Linked DNA regions of Mus musculus: regions 2, 3, 4, 5 and 6 are each linked to region 1. A link is a contact called in public Hi-C, HiChIP or PLAC-seq, Micro-C and promoter capture Hi-C data. All regions are on one chromosome and are shown on one strand. Each heading gives the region's core, a stretch centred on a gene start, on an enhancer-like site or on the middle of the called end of the contact. The rest is flanking DNA. Distances are from core to core; before and after follow the strand shown.

Evidence for each region. Promoter capture Hi-C pulls out the DNA fragments that hold promoters and counts their contacts. Hi-C and Micro-C count contacts between places; a contact is called where the count stands out from the background. HiChIP or PLAC-seq counts read pairs in DNA pulled down with a chosen protein or histone mark.
Region 2: a Micro-C map of embryonic stem cells shows a contact between it and region 1, with 6 times the contacts expected there. The contact joins the promoter of A630066F11Rik here to the promoter of Ust in region 1. A contact is called at or near these places in 2 of 484 Hi-C or Micro-C datasets (CD4 T cells and embryonic stem cells) and 1 of 115 datasets of contacts at active chromatin or transcription factors (bone marrow-derived macrophages).
Region 3: a contact with region 1 is called in a promoter capture Hi-C map of hippocampal neurons, with 4 times the contacts expected there. The contact joins the promoter of Katna1 here to the promoter of Ust in region 1. A contact is called at or near these places in 3 of 39 promoter capture datasets (the C10 cell line, hippocampal neurons and pre-B cells), 2 of 484 Hi-C or Micro-C datasets (CD4 T cells and Th1 cells) and 2 of 115 datasets of contacts at active chromatin or transcription factors (astrocytes and bone marrow-derived macrophages).
Region 4: an H3K4me3 HiChIP or PLAC-seq map of stem cell-derived neural progenitor cells shows a contact between it and region 1, with 3 times the contacts expected there. The contact joins the promoter of Ppil4 here to the promoter of Ust in region 1. A contact is called at or near these places in 4 of 39 promoter capture datasets (the C10 cell line, embryonic stem cells, hippocampal neurons and 1 more), 3 of 484 Hi-C or Micro-C datasets (CD4 T cells, cerebellar granule neurons and embryonic stem cells), 8 of 115 datasets of contacts at active chromatin or transcription factors (astrocytes, bone marrow-derived macrophages, effector CD8 T cells and 4 more) and 3 of 9 other capture datasets (adipose tissue, liver and pancreatic islet).
Region 5: a Hi-C map of nephron progenitors shows a contact between it and region 1, with 2.2 times the contacts expected there. The contact joins the enhancer-like site here to the promoter of Ust in region 1. A contact is called at or near these places in 11 of 484 Hi-C or Micro-C datasets (Th1 cells, bone marrow-derived macrophages, cortical neurons and 5 more), 10 of 115 datasets of contacts at active chromatin or transcription factors (astrocytes, bone marrow-derived macrophages, embryonic forebrain and 5 more) and 2 of 9 other capture datasets (embryonic stem cells and liver).
Region 6: an H3K27ac HiChIP or PLAC-seq map of microglia shows a contact between it and region 1, with 4 times the contacts expected there. The contact joins the enhancer-like site here to the promoter of Ust in region 1. A contact is called at or near these places in 3 of 115 datasets of contacts at active chromatin or transcription factors (astrocytes, microglia and stem cell-derived neural progenitor cells).

Annotation. Positions count from the first base shown.
Region 1 is chr10:8,516,070-8,520,838 of GRCm38.p6, reverse strand. It overlaps Ust (uronyl-2-sulfotransferase), which reads left to right and starts at 2,014. Exons shown (of 8, transcript NM_177387.3): 1 at 2,014-2,689. The coding sequence starts at 2,440.
Region 2 is chr10:7,660,661-7,665,429 of GRCm38.p6, reverse strand. It overlaps A630066F11Rik (RIKEN cDNA A630066F11 gene), which reads right to left and starts at 2,059. Exons shown (of 1, transcript NR_030698.1): 1 at 807-2,059. Pcmt1 (protein-L-isoaspartate (D-aspartate) O-methyltransferase 1) reads left to right here and starts at 1,822. Exons shown (of 8, transcript NM_001347228.2): 1 at 1,822-2,355. The coding sequence starts at 2,127.
Region 3 is chr10:7,723,693-7,728,461 of GRCm38.p6, reverse strand. It overlaps Katna1 (katanin p60 (ATPase-containing) subunit A1), which reads right to left and starts at 2,462. Exons shown (of 11, transcript NM_011835.2): 1 at 2,339-2,462.
Region 4 is chr10:7,790,413-7,795,181 of GRCm38.p6, reverse strand. Ppil4 (peptidylprolyl isomerase (cyclophilin)-like 4) reads right to left here and starts at 2,288. Exons shown (of 13, transcript NM_026141.3): 1 at 2,162-2,288. The coding sequence starts at 2,231.
Region 5 is chr10:7,864,636-7,869,404 of GRCm38.p6, reverse strand. Zc3h12d (zinc finger CCCH type containing 12D) reads right to left here. Exons shown (of 6, transcript NM_172785.3): 5 at 3,071-3,177; 6 at 1-2,141. The coding sequence ends at 1,336. Among named protein-coding and RNA genes, the nearest start is that of Gm24726, 19 kb to the right of the region's middle. Within about 2 kb of position 2,009, at least 42 of the 459 cell types and tissues checked have an H3K27ac peak or open chromatin away from gene starts, as enhancers often do. A contact at or near this core is called in nephron progenitors, where this site is marked.
Region 6 is chr10:7,917,494-7,922,262 of GRCm38.p6, reverse strand. Tab2 (TGF-beta activated kinase 1/MAP3K7 binding protein 2) reads left to right here. Exons shown (of 7, transcript NM_138667.3): 3 at 1,649-3,149. Among named protein-coding and RNA genes, the nearest start is that of Tab2, 36 kb to the left of the region's middle. Within about 2 kb of position 2,607, at least 10 of the 459 cell types and tissues checked have an H3K27ac peak or open chromatin away from gene starts, as enhancers often do. A contact at or near this core is called in microglia, where this site is marked.

The DNA of each region.
Region 1 (4,769 bases), core at 765-3,264:
CCACGTTTGCTCAGTTTGAGCTCCTGTTGCTGTGAGAAATAACTTGACCACAGGCAACTTTAGGGAGGGAGGGGTTAGTCGGCTTATAATTCAAAATCACATTTCCTCATTGAAGGAGCTCAAGAGAGGAACTTGAAGACAGGGCTATTTGCTATTCCATATGGTACTAACCCTGACCACTGACCTCACTTCCTAGCCAAAGAAGTGTGACTGGACCTATGGAGAATTTTGTTTGCTGGCTCATGCTCTTTTAGACGGTCCAGAACCATCTGCCTAGGGAGTCGTGTGCTTCACAGTGGGCTGGGCCCTCCCACATTAAATAACAACGGGGCAGTCCTCCACAGGTATTCCCATAGGCTGATCCAGTGTAGGCAAGTCTTTAATTGACATTCTATCCCGTGATTCTAGGTTGTGACATGTGACTTTTAAAACTAACCATCATGCATTCTGTCCTCTAATTGTGAATTCTTGCTCCCAGGATCCCATTTCTCAATTTTCTGTGGAATAATCTCTGGATGGATAATGTTTTAAAAGTTTTCAGGAGAACAGTCGTGGAGCTATGAGGCTCTTAACTGCCCCACATCTCCTGATTACTGGACTATTTAGAATGATTTGGGGATCAGAGTTGAGAGGCATCGGAATTGTGTGGCCTGAGCTAAATGCTGTTTTCTAATCCCAGGGAAACCATGAAGAAATCTGCCCAGTGTCATGCTGCAGTGGTTAATATATCTGTCTTGTTCACAGTCCTACCTACCTGCTTATGTCACTAAATGTCACTTCTGTTTCCAACTTAACTCAGCTTGGAAAAGAAAAACATTATTGGAGAACTGTCTCCAACAGATTGTTTTTTTGCTCCTGTCTGGGGAGCATTTTCTTGATTGCTAATTGATGTAGGGGGGCCAGGCCACAGCAGGCAGAGAGCCGTTCCTAAGCAGGTGGCCCTGGACAGTACAAGAAAGACGGCGGAAGGTGAACCTAGAACCCGCGTAAGCACATTTCTCCAGTTTCTGCTCCAGTTCCTGTCTCTAGGTTCCTCCTGCCTCACCTTCCCTCCACAATGGACTGTAACTGGTAAGCCAAACAAATTCTTTTTTTCCTCCATGTTATTTTGGGTCATGATGTTTATCACAGCAACAGAAAAACAATCTAGGACACTGGAATCACAATGTAACTCTTAGGCCATATCACTTGTGTATCTGGTGATTTGTAAAAACAAAAACGATTAAGTGTGTTTGATAGAGCAGCCCTGTTCTCGGATAGGTCTCTGGGAAGCTCCGTGGGCTCTTTCAGTTCTAGAAACTTCCCAGCGGTGGGAAGAGAGATGGTGAAACAGGTCTGTGAAGGCACAGAGCCTTCTCCTTTTATATCTGCTGTAAGGTCTTCCTCCAGTCAGTGGAGTACCCTTGTTTTCAGTGGAGTGCTTGTAAGACGAGGGAGGGCAAGAAAAAAGCGCCCTCTGATTCTGAGCCAAGGGCGTGAGCTATGCCTGGCTCTGCCGAAACCACCCACCTCTTGCCTTTTACCGTCCCGGCTAGGTCTTGAACCCATATCCCAGCACATTTTATATCGGCTTTTGGTAGGTGGGTCGCTTGGGATATAGAAAGAGAATCAAGTTCCCCAAATGAAAAGACAAACGTAGTCAAATCCTCCAAGGCGACTGTTTACGAGAGGGAAGTCAGCGGGCCCCAAGAGGTCGCTGGTAGCGCAGGAACCGAGACCAGATTGTAGAGAATGGAGGAGGAAAAAAAAAAAATCCACGCACCCAAAAACTTTCTTCCTTGTTGCTGATCCTCGGCCCCCTCCTCCCTCCCTGCCCGCCCCAGCAGAAGCCGTAATGTGACACCGAGTCCAGCGTCGAGCCCAGGGTTGGAGAGGGAAGGGAGGGCCGGGGAGGGAGGAGAGCGGGCCGTCTCGCGCCAGAGAGAAAGGGGAGGGGAGGAGAGGCGAGGAGGGAGGGAAGCCCCTGTCAAGGAGGTGGAGCGAGAGGGTGGTGTCCGCCTCCCGATCCTCCCTGCCTTGAGCTAGCCGAGCCTGAACTGGGACCAAACACACCGCCCGCGACCCACACAAAGCCCGGGGGGTCCACGCTGGCGCTGGAGGCGAGCCGGGAGCGAGCCCGGGGCGCGGCGGGACTTGGGGCGCAGGGCTGCTACGGGACGCGGGGCTGCTAGCAGGACGCGCGACCAGGCGTGGGTTGCGATCGCCACCCCCACGGCGGGGCCCGGGACATTTTGGGCCCTTTGGGGCCGCAGCGAGCGGTGGGGACCAAGACGAGCAGAGTACCCTGAGCCCGGCAACTTCGGCCCCTCCCCGCCCCCACCCGGCTGCCCTCAGCGCGTCCCTCTCCATGTGCAGACAGCCGGCTAGGCGCTCCGGCTGGCGGCGGATGGGTGACCTCTTCCTGGCCGGGGCGGGCTGTTCGAGGCGGCGGAGCCGGCGATGAAGAAGAAGCAGCAGCAGCATCCCGGCGGCGGCACGGATCCCTGGCCCCATGGGGCCCCTGTGGGGGGCGCCCCTCCGTGCCTGGGCAGCTGCAAGCGCCGGATCCCGCTGCTGCCTTTCCTGCGCTTCTCCCTCCGGGACTACGGTTTCTGCATGGCTACCCTGCTGGTCTTCTGCCTGGGCTCCCTCTTCTACCAGCTCAGCGGGGGACCCCCTCGCTTCCTGCTCGACCTGCGGCAGTATTTGGGTAGGGAAGGGCTGCGCCAGCCCCGCAAAGTTGGGCACTCGGGGAAAGGGTGATAAGCGGGGAACATCTAAAGCTGTCACGGCCACCACGGTCCCCGAGGCTCCCCAGGTGGGATGCCACTGAGCATCCCTCAGTGAGGCAGCTGGGAGCGCCTGCTTCCTACAGTACTCTGGGCTGCCCGCAGCGACGGGGGACTCCGGGCAGGTGTCCCAAGCCCGGACACCACGTACCTGTCCCCGAATCGCCACTCCAACTGGGGCAGAATAGACATGTGCATGTTTGTGAATATTTGTGTGTATGCTGGCCTGGCGGTGCGTGCACAGTCCTCTCTAGGATGTGGTTAACAACTTACAATCCTGTCCCGTCTGGCTTTTCCCTTCTGAGTTGTGTGGGCTGGTTTAACCCCGCTTTCCAGTCACTTTTAGATATTCTATCCACTGGGTCCCCCGTTTGTGAGTTGGCCCAGGTGATTCCAGTCTTTCCCTAGGTTGGTTTGTTCCTTGGCAGCACCTGCGCACCCCGCGGACTGCAGCGAGAGTGCGGGAGAAATTGGGGCTGTTTCTAGGTGCCAGTCAACTGTGCCGCCTTCGAAATTCCGCCCCGTATGTGTCTTAAGTCAACTTTTTTTTTTTTCTTTTTGGTTCGTGGCTGAAAAAGGAAGAGGTTGGAACCCAAGAAAACAGATTTCAGTGAGGTATGACCTCGCTGCTCTCTCATCCATGATTCTGAGTGCCAAGGCTTGGCCAGCACTCGCTCAGGTCCCAGGGATGATGCTGGCTCCTGTGCCTTGGCTGAGGGAGGGTGTAAATTCCTTGACTTCTGTGGCCAGGAGAGGTCGTGCGGGGGTTGTCTCTGAGGTGGTTTGAGTGGAAGAACCTACCGTGGTCATCTGCAGGTCCAGAGTCAGTTCAGGTGGAGACTCCATCAAAGTGCTGGGACCAGAATGGGCTGCCCAAGACTCATACAGTTACCTCAAAGGTCCCTTCCCTTTTGGTTCGTGGCTGAAAAAGAAAGAGGTCTCACAGAAGTCTCAGGTCTAGTAACAGCAGGCCTGTTTGGAAGGAAAAACAAGAAAACCACAAAACCACACCAACAAAGGGTGTTTGGGAGTAGTGTAAACTGATAAAATTGCATTGCTTCCAGGGACAGAAGCTCGGATTTTTAAGAGTTAAAATCTCATTTCAGTAAAAACATTGGGGATACTGTGACTTCACAAGAACTGATACGGAAGATTAAAGAAAAATATTGCCTCGGTCAAATTTCCGAAGCACAATTCTTAGCATGTGGCTTTATGGTTTTGGGTTAATAAGCCCTTTTTATTGGTGAGTGTAACCTCTTCATTCTCTGCCATTCTGCCTTCTGGGTCTTGAGTCTTATCTTCCGTGCTTTCAGACACCTGCTCTTGCTCCTGGTAACGTCACCGTCACTATCAGGATCTAGTGCCCACTAGTATTGGGAAGTGATGAAGCTCAGGGCTGTTCTTCCATAGAATCTGATTGTGTGTCACCCATCACCAAAAGTTCCTTTTAAGTTAAGTGTGGCGGTCTGCTGCATGGAGGGAACTGTGCTGGGTGGGGCTGGAAGACCCATTCTATCCTAGGAGTGCTTTCCTTTGAGCTCCAGCTTTACAGCTTTGGCTCTTCATGGTGTAATTAGGGGCTCTTACAGTTTTGTGGTTCTCTTACCCTTTATGTGAAAAGGGAAACACAGGTGTGCTGAGAAGCAAGGGTGTTTGAAGGATAGAATCGAGAAAGTTCAGGGTCTTTGGTAGTCACCTGTTTTATTATGTGAGTCTCTGTTCTGGTATGCGAGACCTGATGAATATGGGATCAGCTGGTGGAAGAGAGAGCTGGCAGGCAGAGCTGGGCACTGAGGGCTGCCGTTGTCTTTACTAACTGACCATTACTTTTCTGATGGATGTGCGAGGTGGGTTAGACATGTCATCTTTGTGAACTGAAAACAGGAGACTCCTGCAGGTCTCTTCCTGTTGTTTGCTCACATACATAAAATAATGGTTTTCAGGGAAGGTGGTCTTTAGAGTGGTCTAAAATATGTCCTTAATTATATCAGCCCAAGCAAG
Region 2 (4,769 bases), core at 810-3,309, 860 kb after region 1:
CAACCTGGTGAGTTCATTTAGACACATAATTAACAATGAGTTTGCTGAGAACTGTGTCACTCGGCAACTTCCCATTCCTACGGTATGTCTGTGCTCTTGGTAACTCCTATGATATTCCTCCACTCCTATTTTGCATAATCTTGTCCACCCTTCAAGGCTCAGTACCCATGTGTACCTTTTCCTGATGGCTGCAGTCTGCGTTGTTCTAGCTAAACCCAGTAGCACTACTATCTAGGTCATTAATGGCACTCACAGTTATTTATTTTTTCTTTTTTTTTCTGCTGTTTGTTGTTAATGGTGTGCAAGAGGGAACCTAAGATCTTCCACTAGTTAGGCAAGACCTCTGCCACACCCCAGCCCAGTGGTGTTCTAATCAGATTTCCATGACTAGGATGTAAGTTCTACAATACAAGAGGAAAGACTTATCAGTATTGCTATTCTCCTTTATATTATAGGAGTTCCAAACTGTGTTGGCTGTTTCTTTAAAAGGAGTCATGATGTGAGAGTTATTAGATTATAAAGAGCTTGAGGGTTTGTTTTTTTTGTGTGTGTGTGTGTGTGTTTCGAGACAGTGTTTCTCTGTGTAGTCCTGGCTGTCCTGGAACTCACTCTGTAGACCAGGCTGGCCTCGAACTCAGAAATCTGCCTGCCTCTGCCTCCTACGTGTGCCACCATGCCTGCCCCCCCCTTTTTTTTTTGAGCTTGAGGATTTTTGTTTTGTTTCGTTTTCCAGCAGCAAGACTGTTACCCAACCTGGCTATTTCTTTTCCCCATACAAAATGCCAGTCACCGAAATGATAGGTTTTGCAAGATAGAATTTATGAGGTGACCAATCATTTGAAAATGGAGAAAACAAGGTCATCTCTGGACCACTTCACCTAAGCTGAGGTTGAGTGATATTTATGGACTGAGGAGCAGGAAAAGGTATTTGGATTAAACTCATCAGATGTAAACATCATGACCCATACAGAAAAGCAGTCAGATGAAAGTACCTAAGCACAAGGAGATTCTAATGAACTTTTACACTCAGACTAGAAGAGCAGGTGGTACTGGGTAGGAAAAAAACGGACGGTCTAAAACTCATCGCTTTACTCTTAATGTTGAACAACACTGACATTTATAGTTAGTTACAGGAGTCATGAAAATAGGTGATAGACATTTCAGGTTGGATGCAGGTTGAGTGTTGCAACTGATGAAGTTTGGTAAGAACTGTAATTTGGAAATTGCTCCTGACATCACAGCACAGCATAGGTGTCTTATCTTCGTTTCCTTCCTGAAAGTTTACTGGAGTCATGGCTGTGTCTCAGTTCAAGTTAGCACACGTTGGATGCGGCAGACAGTGTTTCCTGTCAATTCTTAGAATGTTGCAGAGATGAAAGCAGTAAAATTGGTGTCCAGTCTAAGGATGGAATTTGTGAGCTTAAGCTGAAACTCATACTTGGGTAGGAAGAATAACACTTCCACCACAGGGTACTGAGCTTATTTTGTAACCAATTATAGCTCTCGGCTACTTTTGCTCTTAACCAGGGAAGCATCCCTACCCCCAATTCCATGTCACGGTATTCTTCCACCTTGAATTTATGCCTTCAGAGCTGAAAACAAACCAGAGCCTCTGCTTCATCAGGACCGTGCTGAGACATAGGCTAGTGGACTTCGTACCTGAGAGGCCCTTTGCCCTTGGGCTCTGTTAAAATGATTATTTTGGCCCCATCCAGAAGCCTTAGGTTAGTGCACCGGGTTGGACGAGGCAAGACGGAGTCAGCACACCATCTAGCAATCTAGACAGCCATAGGAGCAGACCGGCCGCTCGCAACAGCTGACGGAGTGGCGATTGCGGAGCCCAAGAAGGCGGCACACGTCGGACCCGCCATCCCGCATCAGCCAGAGCCGCGGCTAGGAAGGAGCCTCATCACGCAGAACACCAGCTCGCCGGCCGCAGGACGGAGGCAGGTGCAGGCCTCAGGAAGGGGAACTGAGCAGCGTTCGTTTGTGCGACCTCGCTGCGGCCACCGAGCACTGGTTATCGCCCCCGCTCGCTACTGGGCTCCAGGACTCCCCCGCCGCGGGCCCCGCCTGGCCGCACCCCGGACTGCGCGGCGTCACAGAGCGCATGCGTGCCGCGGGGGATGCCGGGAGCGCGCATTGGCGGCAGTGGCAGCGACGGCAGTAACAGCGGCCGCTCGAGCGGGGACACCAGCGGGGCGGTGACCGTGTGGGAGGTGGTCTCACTCTTGGGGAAACTGCTAGGGACCGTCGCCGCGCTGAAGGTGGTTCTGTACCTGCTCCGGGTGTGCTTCGCGATGGCCTGGAAATCCGGCGGCGCCAGCCACTCGGAGCTAATCCACAACCTCCGCAGTAAGTGCCACCCCCGCCCGGCGTGGGCCAGGGAGCAGGGCCGGGCCTGGACGCTGTCCCCCCCTGACAATCCGGAACGTTCGGTCTGCACCCCTGCGCCTGCTGGAGGGCGTCGCAGCGCGGTTGCACCGGGAGTTCGGAACGCCGTGCGTTTTTGCAGTCTCCTCTCCCGGGACCTGTCACTCGGCGATGTGGATGGGAAGAGGGTAGTAGCCAAGAGGGAGCTGCTGCGGGTGGGACACGGGCAGTTGCCTCCTCGCAGGCTGCGGGGGACTGGGTGCGGCACAGGTGGCGGGGCTGTTGCTGGAGTCTGCGGTCCCACTAGCGAGGGGCGTGACTTCAGGGTGGGGAAGTGCAGGCTTGTTTCTGGTGACTGGACTAGCACCGAGGGGACACCACCTTCGGCCTACGGGTTCTCTCACTGTTCTCGGTTGATTCCCTGCAAGCTTTCTGTTTTCTGCCTCCCCCGCCCTCTGTTTTTTCCTTTGGAGGGAGATGCTGCTGTCTGATAGCAAGGGGAGGGGAGAGGAGGTTCCGACTATTGCGGTTGCTGGGAGCAGTTTCTCAGGTTGCTGTCCAAAGTATAGGCCCTTGGGGGGGGGGGGGCGGCGGGGGAGCGAGGGATTGTCAGAGCATGCTGCTCCTAAGAGACTTTGTTTGGAGTCTTTGAATCCAGCAGACCATTGTGTGTATAAAATGTTCCAACTTTTTTTTTCAAGAGTGTTCATTGGCTTTTAAAAGCGCGTTTGAAAAGTTTTTTGTTTTGTTTTTGTTTTTTTTTTTGTTTTTGTTTTTTTTTTTTTGTTTTTTTAAAGAATAGCATTTTCTGTAGTCACTGTATTGCTTCCTTTGATGATAGTTTCAGGATAGAATGAATGCTGTGTCACTTTCCTTTCTAAATTGAAATAGTGTTGTTGTCTGGCTCAGAGACCAAGAAGAGCTGCAAGTTCATAACCTCACCCTGATCAGAATTCACAGCTTCTTTTGCCACCAATTTTCAAAAATAATCATAGTCTGCTGGGTGATGTTTTTAATTTTCTTGCGACTTTTCTTTTCTCTTCTTCTTTTTCTTTTTCTTTTTTTTTTTTAAGCCTTTGAGGTATTTATCTTACTTCTCAACTCTATTCATAATCACCGTGAGGGCTGGAACGCTAAACAATGGAATTTTCTCAAAGAATCAATAGTCATCCCCACCCCCACCCCCACCCCCACCCCTCCCAGGAATGCCAATCCCCTTTGCATTAAATGCTGAGATCTATGTAAGGTACAAAAAAGTGAATGAGAGCCGGGTTTGGTGGCGCACTCCTTTAATCCCAGCACTCAGGAGGCAGAGGCAGGCGGATTTCTGAGTTTGAGGCCAGCCTGGTCTACAAAGTGAGTTCCAGGACAGCCAGGGCTATAAAGAGAAACCCTGTCTAGAAAAACAAAAACAAAAACAAAACAAAAAAAAAAGTGAATGAGAGAAATAAGTAGGACATTTGGTACTTAATATTAATCATCACATTTTAAGAATCATAGTTAAATAGACATTAGATGTTAATGAAAGGCAATGAAGTATGTTTAGATAGCTAAATGTTATCAAACTTTGTCAACATTCTCTTTGTAGAAGTATATCTGAAAGCAAATAGATATTTAAACACTGAGGCAATAGTGTAAAGTGTTGTTTATGTTCTTGTGGCTTACACATAAGCCCAGGATTAAGAAATGTTCTATAAAATTTGATAACATGAGCTAAGTGCCTCCTATTGCAGCATAAAACATTCTGAACATGAATTTTGTGACTAGGTAATTTTCCCCCTAAGAGGTTATCACAGTAGACACTTGGCTGTGGTAGACATTTGTGATCTGTCAAGCTTTTAAAGTCTCTTTTGTAGCCAAATTTGTGGTAACCCAACACTAGATCTTTTCCAAGTGGTCTTATTTTTATTTATTTATTTATTTTTAGTTTTTGGTTTTTCTAGACAGGGTTTCTCTGTGTAGTCCTGGCTGTCCTGGAACTCACTTTGTAGACCAGGCTGGCCTCGAACTCAGAAATCCGCCTGCCTTTACCTCCTGAGTGCTGGGATCAAAGGCATGCGCCACCACGCCCGGCTTCCAAGTGGTTTTATAATCACTTTACTGTATTGTATTACTTAACTGAAACTTCTAAGGATACAAAAAATATTTAACATTTATGGATGGTAGATATTTAGTTTTATACTATACATATATAGTGTATGGTATAAACATATATATGTGTGTGTATATATATTTATACATATATATGTGTGTGTGTATATATATATATATATATATATATATATATATATATTGCATGGTAGATATTTAGTTTCATACTAAGTATATAATTCATTAGTAAGAGGAAATTAGAGAATTCAAGCTATTTAGCTTTCTTTAAAAATACTTGGACACTT
Region 3 (4,769 bases), core at 1,213-3,712, 790 kb after region 1:
CTTTCTAAGAAAAAACAAAAAGTGTGTGGCAAACCAGGCATGATGGCGCACTCCTTTAATCCCAGCACTTGGGAGGCAGAGGCAGGCGGATTTCTGAGTTCGAGGCCAGCCTGGTCTACAAAGTGAGTTCCAGGACAGCCAGGGCTATAAAGAGAAACCCTGTCTTGAAAAAAAAAAAAAAAAAAGTGTGTGGCACAGTGCATGTGCAGGTCAGAGGACAAGTAACCGTGTGGAGTAGACCCTCCTGGTTTCAGGAGTTGAACGCAGGCTGGCAAAGCACCCTCAAATGTACTAGAGACACACAAGTAATTTCAGGAAATTTACCTCTAGAATATGAGGAATTAGTTATTGGCAGTCAATGGCTGACAAGAACAGTCACAGTCCTATGAGCCACAGACGCTGGCCGGCTGGCCACCCATGTACACACAGACAACACTAACTGGTCTCAAAGGCTTATTAATAACAATGGGAATTTATTAATAAAACAACATAGGATCTGAAGTTGGGGAGATGGAAACACTTGGGGTGGTGTTGGAGGTAGTGTTGAAGGGATACAATCAACATACATGGTGTAAATACATGAAATTTTCAAAGAGTAAAAAAATATTTAAAAGAAAATAGTAGTGACTGTGTAGCAATTATGGAATTATGATAAAGACAAAAAGAAATTAGACTTTGAAATTCCTTTTTAGGTTTTGTGGAAAGAATATGGTAGGGTTATTTTTGTTTTACTTCCCAGTCACTCCAGCATCGGATCCTCTTGCCTCTGCTCTATACTGCCTTGTACACTTGTACCGTCAAGGAAAACGAGCATCAGCCGGGCAGTGGTGGCACATGCCTGTAATCCCAGCATTTGGGAGTCAGAGGCAGGCAGATTTCTGAGTTCGAGGCCAGTCCTGGTCTCCAGGACAGCCAGGGCTACACAGAGAAACCCTGTCTCGAAAAACAAAAAAACAAACCAACAAACAAAAAAAGAAAGAAAGAAAGAAAGAAAAGAAAAGAAAAGAAAAGAAAAGAAAAGAAAAGAAAAGAAAAGAGAAAAGAAAGGCAGGCAGGCATCACTGTTCTCTTGGGAGCTAATTACATAAAAAGTACTAATGATTACTAAATAAAAGCTTGAACTGGGGGAAGTGTAGCCGCCTGTAATCCCAGTACCAGGCAGAAGCAAGAGTTTCAGAAGTTCAGGCCAGTTTAGGCTACAAAGGACACTGTCTATAAATAAATAAACAAATAAGGGCTGGCAACAGTTACAAGCCTAGCCTACACGCAGTACAAGGCAGAGGCAAAAGGATCCGGAGTTAAGGACCAGCTCTGGCTACAAGAGACACTGAAGAAAGAGGAGAGGGAGAGGAGAGAGAAGAAGAGAAAGAGAAAGAGAAAGAGAAAGAGAAAGAGAAAGAGAAAGAGAGAGAGAGAGAGAGAGAGAGAGAGAGAGAGAGAGAGAGAGAGAGAAAGAGAAAGAGAAGAAAGAGAAAGAGAAAGAGAGGAAAGGAAAGAAAAGAAAGAGGAGAGGAGGGGGAGGGGAGGGGGAGGGAGAGAGGAGAGGGAGAGGAGAGGGAGAAGAGAGGGAGAAGAGAGGGAGAAGAAAAGAGAAGAGAAAAAAGAGAAAGAAGAAAGGAAAGGAAAGAAAGAAAGACAAGTTTTCGTTTGTATGCCACTGAACCCACATACTGAATGAAACAAATGCTTCCTGGGATAAATTTTCTCCACAGCGCCAAATCAAAAAAGCCAAAAGCTTTCATGAGAACACTAGGCTCTCAGATTAAGAAACTAACCCCAAGAGTGGCGTGGTTGCACACACCTTTAATCCCAGCGCCAGGAGGTAAAGGAAGGCTAGTCGGGTCTACAGAGCGAGATCCAGAACAGCCAGGGAGAGAGAGAAAGAACGTCAATATTATCACCTTTAAAAGCAACAAAAACAAAACAACAAACGCCGGTGAGGGGGCTCAGCAGGTAGAGGCATTTGCCCAGCATGCCGGGCTACCCGAGTTCAACTCTGGGACCCTCGTAAAGGCGGATGGAGGGAAGCGACCCCAGAGAGTTGTCCTCTGACCTCCACTCACGCGCCCACATCTACACCATACTCAACAATAGCAATAAATCTAAAACTAAAAACAAAGGCCAACACAAAGGAGAAACAACAGAAAGAAGTAAGCCACCAGAAAGCAGTACAACTCCAACCTAACAAACTGTACGAAAAGAAGCTGAACCCCAACCTCCAGGCTCTGGGGATTTTACAAGGCGGAAGTTTCGGGATGGGGGCGTGAAAGCTTCGAACGCGTTCCCTGGTCGGGTGTCGCGGGGGCGGAACAGGGAGCCTGGAGGCCCGAGCACTCACCTAGCGCAGCCCAGGCTACCCGCCGCAGCTCCGGGTCGGGACCAAGTTGAAATGAAACCGGGAAAGCCCCTCTTAAAAGGATAGTTCCCGCACCGGCGGGGACACGCCCCGGAAGTGCGTGCTCTACGGGCGTGCGCGCGCAGGCGGAACCTGCGGAGGGGCGTGGCCGAGCTCGGGGTGCTTCTGCGCACTGTGCGCCGCGGCTAGGAAATGGGAGTAGGCGTGGGGAAGGAAAGTAGGCGGGGCGAAGGACTTGGCAATACCCCGCCTACTTCAGTACTTACTCTGTGGACCATTATCTCTTCCCAGGGCTTCTTCACTCTGCCTTAGCAGGAGATTTACACTAAGCTGCTCTGAGGTTAGGAGGTCAGGGGCTCTCTTACAGGTGAGTGTCAGTGCTCAAGCAATTCGTTTATGACAAATCTTGCTTTAGAGCCCGGTACTTAGGATTATGAAGCCTGGGACCCATGTGTCAGGGTAACGCGAATACTCTCAAGACATGCTAAGGGGTGAGATTTTATTTCCAATTCCAGGTGATCCATCACCCTCTTCCTATATCACAAAACACAGGGCACAAACTGGTACACATACATGCATGCAGGCAAGCCACTGCATATATGAAATAATGTTTTACAGGGTTTAAAGTCTTCTAAATTTTTCACCAAAAATAGAAAATATATTTTCTGCTCTAGTAGATGTGAACGTTAGTGTCACAGAGCACAGAAAACTATAATCAGCACATCAGCAAGAATAAAAAAGACCACTTAGAGAGATATAGATCAATTACTCCAAGAGATGGATTTATAATCTATACAAATGCAAAGGCCTGTTAATTTATAAAACCGGATTATAATTTAAAAGCTTCTCAAAGGTGCAAAATGAATGTATATGGTATACTTAAATATATAGGAAATCCTAGAACCTACAGGATGAATCTGTAGTAACTAATCAGAAGTATCCGGGTGGGAGTTAGTTAGGAGTTGGGAATGATGTTCTGTAGTGGAGATGTCTTCCCAGGTGTACAGTTTTACACATGAAATGAAAGTTGTAATTTGAGTTTATGTAAATTATACCTCAGTGATGTTTTGTTGTTGTTTTTTCCTTGGATATTTTCTTTTCTTTTAAGAATTATTTATTATATGTATATGAGTACACTGTAACTGTCTTCTGACACACCAGAAGAGAGCATCAGATCCCATTACAGGTGGTTGTGAGCCACCATGTGGTTGCTGGGAATTGAACTCAAGGTCTCTGGAAGAGCAGTCGGTGCTCTTAACCGCTGAGCCATCCAGATATTTTCTTTACTTACAATTCAAATGTTATCCCCTTTCCCACCCTGGCCCCCAGGAAACCCCCTATCCCATCCTCCCTCCCCCTGCTTCTATGAGGATGTTCCTCCACCCATCCACCTACTCCCACATACCTGTTTGTTGCTGTTTCAAGACAAAGTCTCACTCTATAACCTCTCCTAGCCTGGAACTTATCACATACCCCAGGTTGACCTCAGACTCATAGTTTCTCTGCTCTTAAGAGTCCCCATTACAGCCATGGGCTTCTGTGCCTGGCGTCAGTGAAAATGTTTGAAATAGAAAGACAAACCCCCAAAAGGTGACTTACAGTGTGTGGTGGTTTGAATATGTTTGGCCCAGGAAAGTGGTACTGTTAGGAGACATAGCCTTATTGGAGTAGGTGTGGCCTTGTTGGAGGAAATGTGCCACTGTGGGGATGGGCTTTGAGACACTCCTCCTAGCTACCTGGAAGACAGTAGTCTTCTCCTGTTTGCCTTTGAAACAAGGTTTACAACTCTCAGATCCTCCAGCCATGCCTGCCTGGAAACTTCCATGATGAGAATGGACTGAACCCGTGAACCTGTAAGCATGCTCCAATTAAATGTTCACCTTTATAAGAGCTGCCGTGGTCATGGTGTCTCTTCACAGCAATGAAACCCTAAGACACAGTGACTACTTCTATTTACTTACTTGTACAATTAAACAACAAACAGTTATAGTTACCCTTAAACCACAGAGATTTCAAACTTCTCTTTTTTTAGAAGATAGAATCACAATAAATAACCCATGGTCACCTCAAACTCAAGGGGGAATCCTCCTGCCTCCGTTTCCTAAGTGCGGTCACACAATTTTCTGCTGACCTACTTTGCCTTTTTACTTTTGCAGTGCTGAGTCCAGTTCTATATAGAGCTGCATCCCAGCTCTTCCTAGCTCCATCCAGCTCACCAGCTCACAGCTGGATGCATGCAATCACTAGAACCCATAAAAGTAAAAATAAAGGGTCCTGTATAGTTTTTTGTCAACTTGACACAAGCTAGAGTCATCTGAAAGGAGGGAGCCTCAGTTGAGAAAGATCATAAGATCCAACTGTAGGAGATTTTCTTAATTAGTAATTAATATGGGAAGACTCAGGCCATTGTTGG
Region 4 (4,769 bases), core at 1,039-3,538, 730 kb after region 1:
TACATGCCAACAAGTTCTTAAAGCACTAAGAACCCACACAGAAAGTTAAATACATGAGGCTCCTTGCCCTTGGTAAATTTTTATTGATGGAACTAGTGTCATAGCCAGGTATGATGGCATATGCCTGAGAAGAATCAGAACCATGAATTTAAAACTAGTGTGAGGAACAACAATATGAACTAACCAGTAACCCCAGAGCTCGTGTCTCTATCTGCATATGTAGCAGAAGATGTCCCAGTCGGCCATCATTGGGAAGAGAGGCCCCTTGGTTTTGCAAACTTTATATGCCTCAGTAAAGGGAACACCAGAGCCAAGAAGTGGGAGTGGATGGGTAGGGGAGTTGGGGGGAAGAGTATGGGGGACTTTTGGGATAGCATTTGAAATGTAAATGAGGAAAATACCTAATTAAAAAAATAAAAAACAAAAAACATGTGAGATATACAATAAGGCAGCCTCAAAAATAGAGAGAAAAAAAATACAACAAAGGTCCTCACAACTAAACATGAAATAATGACACTAGGCATTTCTAATAATACCATCTATATTATTTAAGTAGTTATATATACATAACTATTACACACACACATTTGGTTTCTTGAGACAGGGTTTTTCTATGCAGACCTCTGTGAATTTGCCTGGCCTACAGAGTGAATTCCAGGAAAACCAGGGCAGATGCTGTACAAGGCTTTTTTCTTTTTCTTCTTCTTCAAGACATGGTCTCTCTTTGTAGCCCTGGCTGTCCTGGAACTCACCCTTTAAACTCAGAGACCCACCTACCTATTTCTGCCTCCTGAGTGTCAGGATTAAAGGCATGTGTTACCACTGCCCAGCTTGTACCAGGATTCTTAAGATAATGGAGATATTAAGGCACAGTTTCTGCTCTCCTTGAAGCACATCACTGGGAGGAGACAATCATGCACATAGTTCCAGGACAGTAAGTACATGTTCTAATAACATGAGTGCTGCTGTGATTTATAAAACCATTGCAGACAAAACAGAAGAAACAGACTAACTGTAGCTGACCTAAGTGTTACACTGAAGAGCTCATGCTTTAGTTGAGCTCTTCATATATATATATATATATATATATATATACACACATACACACACACATACACATACATATATATATATATACATACACACATACATACATATATACACATATATATTCATGGATATATATACATATATATAGTCAGGAAATGAAGTTCTCAGAAGGATAGGGAGTGGAGAGGAGTGTGGGCATTGGCAACAGTAAGAATATAGAAGGCTGCAACAGAAAGTGTAGGGTTTGTGAGGGAGGGGAGGAACAGTTGAGCATGGGAGAAGGTGTGCAGGCAGGAGGCACTCCCTGTGTGCAGTGCTGCAGCACACCTTCTTTCATTCTGTGGTAATCTCTGCATTCCACGGGAGAAGGACAATGATTGTAGCTAATCTCTCCCAGTTTCCCGATTCTCCCAAAGGATACATTCTCCACACAGCAGCCTAGTGTCTCTCCAAGGCAAGTGTGCCATGCTATAATCCTGCTCCTGAAGTGTTCAAACCAACAACATGGCAAAGAGGACTTACTAAGGACCTGGCCTACCAGTATTTGGCCTGACTGGAAGTCAGTGGCATCTATTTCATTTCACATACCAATTCGTTCCAGAATGCCAGATTTCTTTCTATTACCAGAAAAACTCCAAAGAAACTGCTAAGTACACCTTATCTAACACTCATCTTCGAAAAGGCTAGGTTTCTTATGTGGCTTCTTCCCACCTCTCTGTTTTGCATAGCAAAGTGCACATCCATCTGTTAGGACTCGAAGTTAAAACTGGAGCTCGCTTCGTCCTCCCTCAATGGACATTCAGACGCCTGAACTCTAGCTGATCCCTGGCGCCTTGCAGACCAGCCAACTTCCTACCTGCTTTCATCATGACAAATGATGTCAAGTCAAACCGTATTTAACCCTTTCTTTACCTTTCACGAGTAAAGAAAGCATAGCCACGAAAGCTACACCTCACCCAGACCCACAAGCCACAGTTCTACACACCACACACACACACACACAAAACCAAGGCCTGCTATGAAACTGAGCTCGAGCCAGAAACAGCGAAGAAAAGGGAACTTTGGCAGCGGGCTCACGGCCCCGCCAGGTCGCGAAGGCCTCCAGTCTCACCCCGGGGACGCTCTTCAGTGTACAAGTCGATGACCACGTCGCCCAGAGTGGTCTCCAAGAGAACCGCCATGGCGCCGGCTCCTCCGCAGGAACAAACACCCCGGCAATGACAGGCGCATGCGCAACCAGCGCGCGCCTACGTCTTACGTCACGACGTGTGCGACGGCTTCTGGCGTCAGCCGCGGGCGCCGTCGCCCACCTCGGAGGCGCGATTTCCCGCGGCCTAATGGCCGGCTCGTTCGGCCCGGCAGCTGTTATCTGGTGCCCGCTGTCTTCTGGCTGTGGAGGCTGTTTGAGGACTCTCTTCCGCCCTTGGTGACCCATATAAAGACCTGTATCTCAAGAGGGCCATTCCGTAGGAATAGCGGAGGCATCCGAGAGCTGAGAAACCTCCAAGCCGGCGGCACATCCTCCCCTTGCCTTTGGAAGAGGTTGCCCTGGGGTTTCCATAGTCTCTCCATCAAAATCGCCAAGCCCGAGGCATCAGTTGCTCGGTGAAAGCTGTAAGAAAAGGTGACTAACAAGCTTTGGTTTGGGGTTTTTCTTGTTGTTGTAGATTTTGATCATACTAGTGTGTGTAGATCAGGACTGGACATGGCTTAACAGCACAGAGGTTTTGTGCAACAAATTAGAATACAAAGGCTTCAGTCTTACATTGGAGATATGTAATAAAAACTACCGGTTTTTTTATGCTGATAACATATTTCCATGTTTTAGTACACTCTTTACTTTTTTAAAATATTTTTTAAGATTTATTTATTTATTATATGTAAGCATACTGTAGCTGTCTTCAGACACTCCAGAAGAGGGAGTCAGATCTCATTACGGACGGTTGTGAGCCACCATGTGGTTGCTGGGGTTTGAACTCAGGACCTTCAGAAGAGCAGTCAGTGCTCTTAACCAGTTAGCCATCTCTCCAGCCCGGTATACTCTTTTCTAATCAAGCAGATTATTCCCTTTTATGTCATTTTAATGTGTACTTGTGAAAATCAGAGATATGACAGATCATAGGCATATCCAGGAAGATGAGGAGAAAGGACTTTTTAAAAGTAAACATTTTTTTTTTTAAGAAAAATAGTATTTGAAGCAATTTCATGGCTAGAAGTGTTCACCACGCATGTGTTATTCCGTATATTCCAAGGAATTTAGGAAACAGAAGATGGTAAAGAAACATGAATTTATTTATAGTCTGGTCCCATTTAGAAGGGTGTAATCAAAAACCCTGCACCTGTTACCGTCTTCTAGTTTAGAAAATCATTGGATATGGGCTAGAACACATGGAGATGATATAGCTGTGCAGGAGTTGATAAGTCACTGGACTGATTTGTTCAATCAATGAATGGCTTCATTGGTAAGCAATGAAGCCATTGTGAATACATCTCTCTTCTCTGCCTCTCACTATTATTTATCTCTTGCATTGGTATAGTTTGGATGGATGACTAAGCCTTTCTGGTTTGAATTGGAAGAAAACAAGATTTGTCCTCAAAGAAATTCAATAGCAGTACAGCATTTGCCTTGCATGTGTCAGTCCCTTGTTTCAAACTCTGGTACCAGAGTTTAGATCTGGTTTTGATAAATAAATAAATAAATAAATAAACAACAAAATAAAAATTTCAACTCCATAGGTATTTAAAAGAAAAATGAAAGCCTGTGTCCATGTTCTTTACTTTGATTGACAGTACTGAGATGTTAATGTCCTTAACGTTTTCTAAAATCATAGTAGACTCTTGGAACAGCAGAGCTTTTCAGGAGAGATACCCTTCAATGAGGGCAAATATACCAGCCAAGCCAAGGAGGTCGGACAGGAGTGATCATGTTGTGAGAAGAAGACTGCATTTGAACTCAGGCTGAGAAAATGGCTCAGTGACTAAAACCACTTCCACCTCAAGGCCTACAGCCTAAGTGTGGACCAGGAACCCACATGTTACCACAGAACCAGCGCCAAATGCTACCCTCTGACCGCCACATGCACACCATATCCATGCATGCTCACACAGTTTTTACAGATTTGGGGGGATTGTGGAGAGAAGCATTTGTGGATAGTAGCACTGGCTGCTCTTCCAAAGGACCCAGTTCAGCACCTAGCATGGCCATGGCTGCTTACAACCATCTGTAACTCCACTCCCAAGGGATCACACATCCTCCTCTAGCCTCTAAGGGTACTGCATGCTTGTAGTGCACAGGCACACATGTAGGTGAAACACCCATACACATAAAAAAAAGAAAAAATTAAAGTTTCTCAGAGATAGTACACTAAGGACTTTGTCAGGAAGTGACTGGAGATGTACATCAGATTATACAATGCCTGCCTAGCATGGATACAACCCAGGATAATGTTTCTTGTACTGTATAAACTACATGTCTGTAATCCGAGCACTCAAGTTGTAGAAGCGGGATAATCGTTGAAGATCATAGTCACTGTGTAGCGAGTAAAAGCAAACCAAGGATGCATAGGCCCTGCCTCAAAAGCAAACATTTGAATCAGATCTGCATAGCCTTCAGTGAACTGAAAACCTGGTAGGAACTAAAGTATACATAGGAACTTACATACAGACTCTTTGCAGAATACAAGACAGTGGGAACAACTACACAGAGGCAGGACCAACAT
Region 5 (4,769 bases), core at 760-3,259, 650 kb after region 1:
AATGTGACTAGTAATAAAGGGGTGTTTCCCAAATGTACCTATCACACTGCAGGGGCTCGGAGGCTTTGGCAAAGAGTTCCCACTGGCAGGTCCCTTCTGACTCTCTCTGACCAAGTGAACTACCAACTCCCTCATGAACAAATGAGTTACAATCTGGCAGGCTACCATTGTAATTGGAACATATGGGTGCTGCCTACAGATGCTAGGGGTCCCTCAGGATGCTGGGCCCATGCCCCGAAAACACCGTATCATTTCTTGTCCCTTGTAAATGAATGAGCTTCTTTTCCCCCAAAACCCAGAGCCAAAGTTATCTAGAAGACACAACTAAGTGAAGTTGCAAAAAACTCCGCCGGAATCCAAATCTATGCTGACCCACCCAAAAACTGATTTTTGTTGTTGCTGGGGTTTTTGGGTTGTTTTTGTTTTTGTTTGTTTTTGTTTTTTGAGGGGGTGGTGGGTAGACTGGAATCTTATCTCTGTAAGGTGCAATTTAGAAGAGTTTATAAAATCACCACAAAGAAAGGCTGATTAAAAAAAAAAAAAAAAAAGAGCCAGGCTGAGTCTTAAGCAAGGCCGTGTGCATGTGTACATGTGCATGCATGTGTGTGTGTGTGTGTATGTGTGTGTTGTGATGTGTGGGTAATATGGTATGCATGTACAAAAAGAATAAAGCCCCAGTGAGAAGACCCTTGGGATCAGGTGTCCCTGGGACAGCCCCACAGTAAAATTTACACAACAAGGCTGGGTTCCCTTATGAGTGAAATTATCAATAGTGACTTGTAAACTCAGGCAGCAATGCCTTCCTTCTCGTGTCACCTGAACATGTATGTTAAACATCATTGGGCACCACAAAAGTCAAGACTGATTTACCAGCCTTTTTCAATCTTTCAACTACAATGACATGTTAAGTTCTCATGGCTTTCTAGAATTCTAAACACACACACACACACACACACACACACACATACACACACACACACTTACACAACAAGAGTTTATATCAAACTCAGCTTGATCTCCTTGATTAGCGGTGATGACCAGCTGAAACATTTGTAGATGCTTAGAACCAGATACAGATGTATTCCCGACAAAGCCTTCCAAACACAGCAGAAATCACCCTGTCCATGCAGCAGGTCCTGGCTTCAGGGAGCATCCCCAAGGTCCCCACGGGTATCCACCACTGAGGATGAGAAAGAAGTCTCCACCGACTACCTTTGAAGAAAACGGCGTCCAACCTAATGACACATCCAGACTAACAAGCGTCTTGTATCCCACCCGTCCAAGCTGCCAGTCAAGCCTGGGCCACCACCCCTTACAATGTTATGAACCTGTCTCCTAAGGATCCCCCAACGGAGCACCGGTCTTTTGGGATCTCTGCAGGAGGGTGAGCAGAGCCATGTCGGAGAGCGGAGGACCCGAGGCCATCACAGGGTGGTCTTGGTCAGGTGGGAAGAAGCTGCAGTGCACAGGGCGTGTTCCCCCACCATTGGCGACAGGTTGTGCTGACTCCGAAGGTCCTCTAAAGATGTCCTCACCCCAAGCCGACTCGGACCAGACCGAGTGGTTCAGATAACAATAGGAGCTGGGCAGGAGAGCCCACGGATCTTCCAGCGGTCTGCGCTGGGGAGGCAGGTCACTGTGCATGTCCCTGGAACGGTGTCTCTCCGACAGCCGGGCCTGTGGGCAGATTGGAGACCCGAGATCGCCCGGAGAAAGCGGGTTGTTCGGAGTCCGGAGGCTCCGCATACCTGGCAACCCTATGGTGGCAGCGCTGCCCGCGCGAAGGGATGGTGGGGCCCAGGACGTGGGGACACCCGTGGGCATCCAGTCCGGCCCACGAGACTGAGACACGACGCCGCTGGCCGCGGTGTCGCTGAAGGTGAGCCGAGCGAAGCTCCTATTCAAAGCTGCCAGGACCGCGGGCTGCGGGGCTGGCGGGAGGTCGTGCTCGCCGGGCTCCTGGGGAAGCAGCCGGGCTGTTGTAGGACGGCTCCGGGCGCTCGGTGTCCGCGGCTCCTCGGCGCCACCACCCAGCCAGGCCCGCGTCTTGGCACGGAGTTCGTCGGCCACAGACAGCTGCCCATGGTGTGGTCTCTCGGGGTGGTAGAATCTGCACTTGACCCCGTAGGTGCATTTCTTGCCTAGAAGAGGCAGGACAGAGGGAGCGTGGGATGAGACCTGCGGTGAGCAGAGGCTATGACGCCTAGGCCATGCCCTTCCCCAGGCCTCTGACTCTGTTGCTGTCCACCCCCTGAAAGACAGTGCTCAGAGCTCTGTAACCCCCAAGGTCAGCTGAGTAAGTAACCCATCAGGAACTTCTTTGAGCATAGTCTGAGGTCCAACTAAGTCATGTTACCCTTACCCTCTACCTGCCCGGGGGTCCTGACCTTAAGAATGGAGCCCGCAGGAGGGGTGGTGGAAGATCATGCATCTAGCACTGCCTGGGTTTCCACTAATGGCCACATGCCTTCTCCCTATACCTGTTCTGACGGGTGGGCAAAGTACCAAATAATTGACCATCTAACCCCAAGCGCTTCAACCCGACATTCTGGGCCAGCCCAGAAGGATAATCATATTCGTTCTAACAAGAAACGATTTTGAATGTCACTCATGTCTTGATGAACAAGCACAAGGTCATAAGCACAAAAGTCAGGAGCACTAAATATTTTGACAAGGCAGGTAGGGAAGGAGCTTGGATTGAAGCCCTTAACTCTGAATGGCTAATATGGACCAACTTGGTAAGGGTGGGAGTAGAGCAGACAGTGGGGCAGGTTAAGAATATACTGTACCAAGGACGCAGTGAAGGATCTAATAAAATAAGAGCAGAGGATACAGCTGTATCCCTCTGAGTGTGGCTCTACATCCAACCCTATGGGTGTGTCACTTCATCCTTTGAGTATCCTTGCTGGCAAACTGCAGTCCGGAAATGCAAGTGTCCCCCGTCCCCGTCCCCCCGTCAGGTAACTGGTTGAGGGTGGAGCTTGCTCGGGCTGGAAGCCAGGTTGTTTGTCTGCCAGGTTAGAGCTTCCCACTGTGCTGCCAGAGCCCACAAAACCTGGGTGCTACCCACCATAGGGACAGTGTTGCCAGGATGGCTCTGGGGGCCTTGGCTTCTTGCTTAGGAAGTTGCTTAGTGTTGGTCCACGGCGGCCCAGGGGGTCATCAGGAGGCATGAACCTGAAAAATAACCACAGAGGGGCCACTTTAAGAGTGAAAACAGCCGGGTGTGGTGGCACACGCCTTTAATCCCAGCACTCTGGAGGCAGAGGCAGGTGGATTTCTGAGTTCGAGGCCAGCCTGGTCTACAAAGTGAGTTCCAGGACAGCCAGGGCTATAGAGAAACCCTGTCTTGAAAACCCAAAAAAAAAAAAAAAAAAGAGTGAATGGGACTTACCACTGGTATCTATATGGGGGCTTGGGAGAGGAGGCCTGAGCCACCCAAGAGAGTAAATACCCGCATGGTATGACCATGCAACCAAGAAGGTACATATACCACAACATCTCTTCACATCAGCCTCTCCCAATGTGGTGCTGGCCAGTAGGTTCAGAATCATCTTACAGCTTGCTACACAAATGCAGACTGAAGCGTTGCGCTGCCCCTGTTAGGCAGAATTAGATCCCTCCCCCCTGAAATTTACATGTTAACAACTTCCTAGGTGATTTTTATGCAGGAAAAGAAGAGCTTAATGCTTGGCCTCCCACCCCTCCCCATCACTCTCACAGAAGTTTGAGAAAGTCCAAGGAGTTAACAGTTAACTCCTAGGAAACTTGGGAATTGTGTAAGCCCTTTGGAGGCTTAGGGCTTGATGATGGTTAATCTCAACTGTCAACTTCCTGAAAATAACTTGGGAGACAGGCCCTGGGCATGCCTGTTAGAGAGTATCTTTATCGGGTTAAATGAGGTGGAAAGATACATCCATTGTGGGCAGCACCATTCCCTAGAACTAGAATCCTAGACTGTCTACAGAGGAGTCAAGGTGAACTGGGCCAAAGCATTTATCACTCTCTGCTTGTTGACTGCAGACATGACAAGCTGCCTCAGCCTCTGACCACGATGACTTGCTCTCACTATGATGGGCTGTAATCTGGAACCATGAATCTAAATACCCCCTTAAATTGTTTGTTTGTTTTTTTTTTTTTCAATCAGGGCATTTTATCAAAGCAACAGACCAAGAAACCAAGGCAGACTCCTCCACCCTGTCCTCTTACACCATGCCTCTCATATAGGCAGATGCAGGGTCAATATTGACGATCTAAGACACCAGCAGGTAAGCAGAGGAAACATAGCCCATTCTTTATAAACTCTGGGTGTGGAGGAACCTCTGGCCTTGGCTTCAGCTTCTGGCGTTGTCTTGGCTCTGCACACATAGTCCTCTGATGCCAGCCTGTCTCCTGCCTGCTCCTCTTCCCTGGCACAGAGCCTCAACAAAGAAGGGACTGTGTTTTCCAAATGCTCAGGGCACAAAGCAGAAAATAAAATGGCTCAAACGCTGGACATCAGTCACTTATACTTGTAATCCCACTATTGTGAGTGCTGAGGCAGGAGGATTGCAAGTTTAGGGCAGCCTGAGTAACTTAGTGAGACCCTAACTGGAAATAAAATTTAAAAAGGGTGGGGGGAGGGGTACCAATATGCTTCAATAGAATGCTTACCAAATGTACACAAAGCCCTGGGTTCAGTGCCACAGAAACAAAATGCCTCTGGAGAAAAAGTAATAAAGACAAACAACAAAGCCCCTCCCATTTGCTAAGACCCTGCATTTCCAATA
Region 6 (4,769 bases), core at 1,358-3,857, 600 kb after region 1:
AGAGATGCTCCATTCACTGTGTTGGAACATAGTTAACCTAACTCTACCATTCCCTTCACCAAGAACCTAGAGTTTCTATGTTAGTATTGGCTTTGTTTTGGGGAGGGTTGTTTGACTGTTTTCTCTTGTCCAACTTGTGTGTGCTCTGTGAACCATCAAGCAATATCTAACTCATTAATCCAGGGCTGTGTGTGTGTGTGTGTGTGTGTATACATTAATGTGTATATTAATGTGTATAGGTACAAGGATGTGAACACATGTTCATGAGAAGGGGCCTGAGATGAGAGAAACGTCTACTGTAGTTTTCTGGAGCTTTCCGTGTTGTCTCTTCGGAACAGGTCACTGAGCTGTCTCACTCTCGTGTGCATGTGTTTAGGGCTGAGCACTTGGAATTGAAGGGCTCAGCCCTGGAGAAGACTGAGTCTCCCTCTCTCAGCAGCCATTGACTGCCTATAGCTCCTCATCTAGGGATGGTGCCTTGTACAGCTTCCCTGTCCATGCTGACATGTTAAGTGGTATTGTCATTGTGCCGGTCTTATTTAGGCAGCTATAATGTTAGGATTTCATGCACGTAGCCTCCCTGTGGTTCCAGAAGACCACAGGACAGCAGGCGTCCTGGTCCACTAGCTCCTAAAGTTGCACCATCCTCTGTTCTGTGGTTAGAGGTTGTGCTGTAGATGTACCCATTGATGCCAGGCACCCACCCCATAGTTCTCTGCATTTTGACCAGTTGTAAATTTATGTAATGGTCTCTGCTGCAAAAAGAAACTGCTTTGATGAGAGGTGAGAGCTATACCTACCTGTCTGTGGTATTGTATAAATACTTAGAATTTAGCTGGAGTATTCTAAACCTAGCTAACTGTCCTTGGCTGGAGAGGTCAGGACTGAGAGAACTGACCACTGCCATTTTCCAAAACTGTCAACCTGATTGAGTTACAGGCTCTTTAGTGGGATGAAAACTCAAATCTTCCACAAGCTCAAAGATTGCTGCATATATGATTGATTTCCAATAAGTATTTTTCTGGAGAATTTATGACCAATGGTGTGGTACTTCGTTTAAAAACACTTTGTTTTGGGTTTTGCTTCTTTCTGCATATTGCTCTGGAATGGGTTTTTGTTAGGCTCTGTTGAAGGCAGAGACATGAACTCAGTTCTTTTGTTGGCTACTTTGTGCTTATATTTCATTTGTGGATGGTTTTACAAGAGGAAGAAGCACAGGTAGAACCGTGTAACAATTGGCTCTATAAATGCTCACTTCTTTTTTAAGTGCTTTGAAGAACTTTGCATCTTATCATTTCACTTTAAAAAGAAATTTAATTATACCTTATTATATTCTTAAAGTTGATTACTTTGTTCATTGTAAAAATTGTATTTTAATTAGGCTGCATTTTACTGTATTTGGATCCATCCATTTACTAAGTAGCTTCTTAGACCATGATTTATTTGGTTTACATTTATTTGTTACTAGTAAATGTTTCCATTACACTAATAGTGAGAGTTAATAAACCTAAAATAGTTCTCAAATCAAAAGATGTCTCTTGTGATTATAGTATCTGTTCACTTGTTAGTTGTGTATTTCTGTGGTAATGATAGTCTGTGTATTCACTTCTCATGACTAAGATTAACCTGTCCTTATTTTGCTCTGTAGAACAATAATAACCTGGATGCCTGCTGCGCTGTTCTCTCTCAGGAGAGTACAAGGTATCTTTATGGTGAAGGAGACCTGAATTTTTCAGATGAGTCTGGAATTTCTGGTCTACGCAATCACATGACTTCTCTCAACTTGGACTTGCAGTCACAGAATGTTTACCACCATGGAAGAGAAGGAAGTCGAGTGAATGGAAGCAGGACTTTAACACACAGCGTTAGTGATGGACAGCTTCACGGTGGGCAGTCCAATAACGAACTGTTTCAGCAAGAGCCACAGACAGCACCAGCTCAAGTTCCTCAAGGCTTTAATGTTTTTGGAATGCCCAGTACATCTGGTGCTTCAAACTCAACACCGCATCTTGGATTTCACCTAGGCAGCAAAGGGACATCAAACCTTTCTCAACAGACTCCCAGGTTCAATCCTATTATGGTAACTTTAGCCCCAAACATACAGACTGGCCGTAGTACTCCTACATCTTTGCACATACATGGTGTACCTCCGCCTGTACTGAACAGTCCACAGGGAAATTCTATCTATATTAGGCCTTATATTACAACTCCTAGTGGTACAGCTCGGCAGACACAACAACATTCTGGCTGGGTGTCTCAGTTTAATCCCATGAACCCTCAGCAAGCCTATCAACCTTCACAGCCTGGACCTTGGACTACTTATCCTGCATCCAATCCTTTGCCACATACCTCAACCCAGCAGCCGAATCAGCAGGGCCATCAGACCTCTCATGTCTACATGCCTATCAGTTCGCCAACTACTCCACAACCGCCAACCATTCACTCATCTGGGAGCTCTCAGTCTTCTGCCCATAGCCAATATAACATTCAGAATATTTCAACAGGACCTCGAAAGAACCAGATAGAAATCAAACTTGAACCCCCACAAAGAAACAGTTCTTCAAAATTACGTTCTTCTGGACCTCGAACTGCCAGCACTTCCTCATTGGTCAACAGCCAGACCTTAAATAGAAATCAGCCCACTGTTTACATAGCTGCCAGTCCTCCAAATACTGATGAGATGATCTCCCGTAGTCAACCCAAGGTCTATATTTCAGCCAATGCCACCGCAGGAGATGAGCAAGGCATGCGGAATCAACCGACACTCTTCATATCTACAAACTCTGGGCCATCTGCAGCCTCCAGGAACATGTCTGGGCAAGTGAGCATGGGTCCTGCCTTTATCCATCACCATCCACCCAAAAGCCGAGTGTTAGGTGGTAACTCTGCAACGTCTCCTCGAGTGGTGGTCACTCAACCCAACACAAAATATACTTTCAAAATTACAGTTTCCCCCAATAAGCCCCCTGCTGTTTCCCCGGGGGTGGTCTCCCCAACCTTTGAACTTACAAATCTTCTAAATCATCCTGACCATTATGTAGAAACAGAGAACATTCAGCATCTCACAGACCCGGCTCTAGCACATGTGGATAGAATAAGCGAAGCCCGGAAACTGAGTATGGGATCTGATGATGCTGCCTACACACAAGGTAATGCTAATGTTAAAGGGGGGTGGATAGTCTCCATGCTGGATTTATTGTCCATATGACTTCACAACAGAAGAGGGCATCAGCATGCCTTCTGATGGCTTGTTTTTCAGTACTGGCCTTGCTACACTAAGTATTCTTCCACTTGGCTATATCCCTGGCCCAACGTTCATCTTTAAATGTCCAAATAATATTATTTTAGAATTTGAAACTATTCATGTAAAGTTTAATATGGTTATAATCAGGAGTTTTATAGTTCGTAGTGCTTCAGAAAATCAACTTGGCTTGTTTTTAAATGTTTTTCTTTATTTTGTTTCATAGTATGAATAATGTTTTGCCTACTTATGTATCTTTGTACCGTATACTTGCCTGGTGCCCACAGAAGTCAGGAGAGGGTATTCTATCCCCTGGCACTGGAGTTAAGGATGGTTGTGAGTACCATGTAGGTGCTGGGAACTGAACCTCCGTCCACTATAAGAGCAACAAGCGCTCAAAATCACTGAGCCATCTCTCCAGCCCCTAATCTTTCTCTGATACACTGGCTTTATTAATAAGTTTCCTTCCTTTTTATTTTATTGGGTATTTTATTTATTTACATTTCCGATGTAATCCCCTTTCCCGGTTTCCCCTGCAGACCTCCCTCTCCTGTTGTCCTCCCCTGCGTCAGGGAGGGTGCTCCCTTAGAGTGCCCTGACTCTTTGGTCGTGCTTTGTTTAAACAGATGAATACGCAGTGATTCTTCATCCATGCTACGCTGTGGTGGTTTTCCCATTCCATAATCCTGTAATTTTAAAGCATCACGTGTCCAGGGCCCAGCTTAAATTTGCGCAGTTAGCATCTTGGTATAGTGAGCTGATGCTCGTGTGTGTTGTAGAGGTCTGTGAATGGTTGTGTTTGTACTAGAAATTAGGTTAAAATTGATAGTACCCCAATACAATGACTCCCTGAAACTGGTTCTCTTTACATTCAGCAGTGCCTGAGTTCCTGTAACTCGCTAAGTTCTTCCACATCTTGGTCGCCTCTCCTGGCAGCCTGGCTCCTGGGTTTGAGCATTTGCTGGTTCTTAAATGTAGAGCAAAGGTTTTATGATGGTAAATTCAATAACGTAGACATTCGCATTTAACTGGACAGTTTAAGTATTAGTTATTTGTATTTAACTTAAATGAGAAAACAAAAGGTTCCTTAAATACACTATCTCCATATTGTTTTTCTTCCCATTCTCTCTAGAATCTACTACAATCAAGTTTCCCCCCAGTGCAGTCACCCAGAAAACTACTGTCAAGGTCTTTGGTGATGGCATTGTTACATCCTCAGTAGACACTCTGAGCCTTCCTCTCTCTTCTCTGGAGATCAGCCACCCTCTTGTCCATGAAGCACTGAGTCTCCCCTGACTCTGCTCACGTCTTTGCTCCTCCACTTCTTTGGTTCTAGTGAGTCCAGAGTCTCCTAGCTCATGATTAATAAAATTCTTAACCTCTTTCCTATCTGCTCTTTGAGTATCTCATTTGATCTCTTGATTTTTGTTACTTATTTATTTAGAAAGATAGTCCTATGTAGTCCATCTCTACCCAAGACAAAATCTTCTGCCTCAGTTTCCCAAGTGCTGGAATTATAGACCTCTGC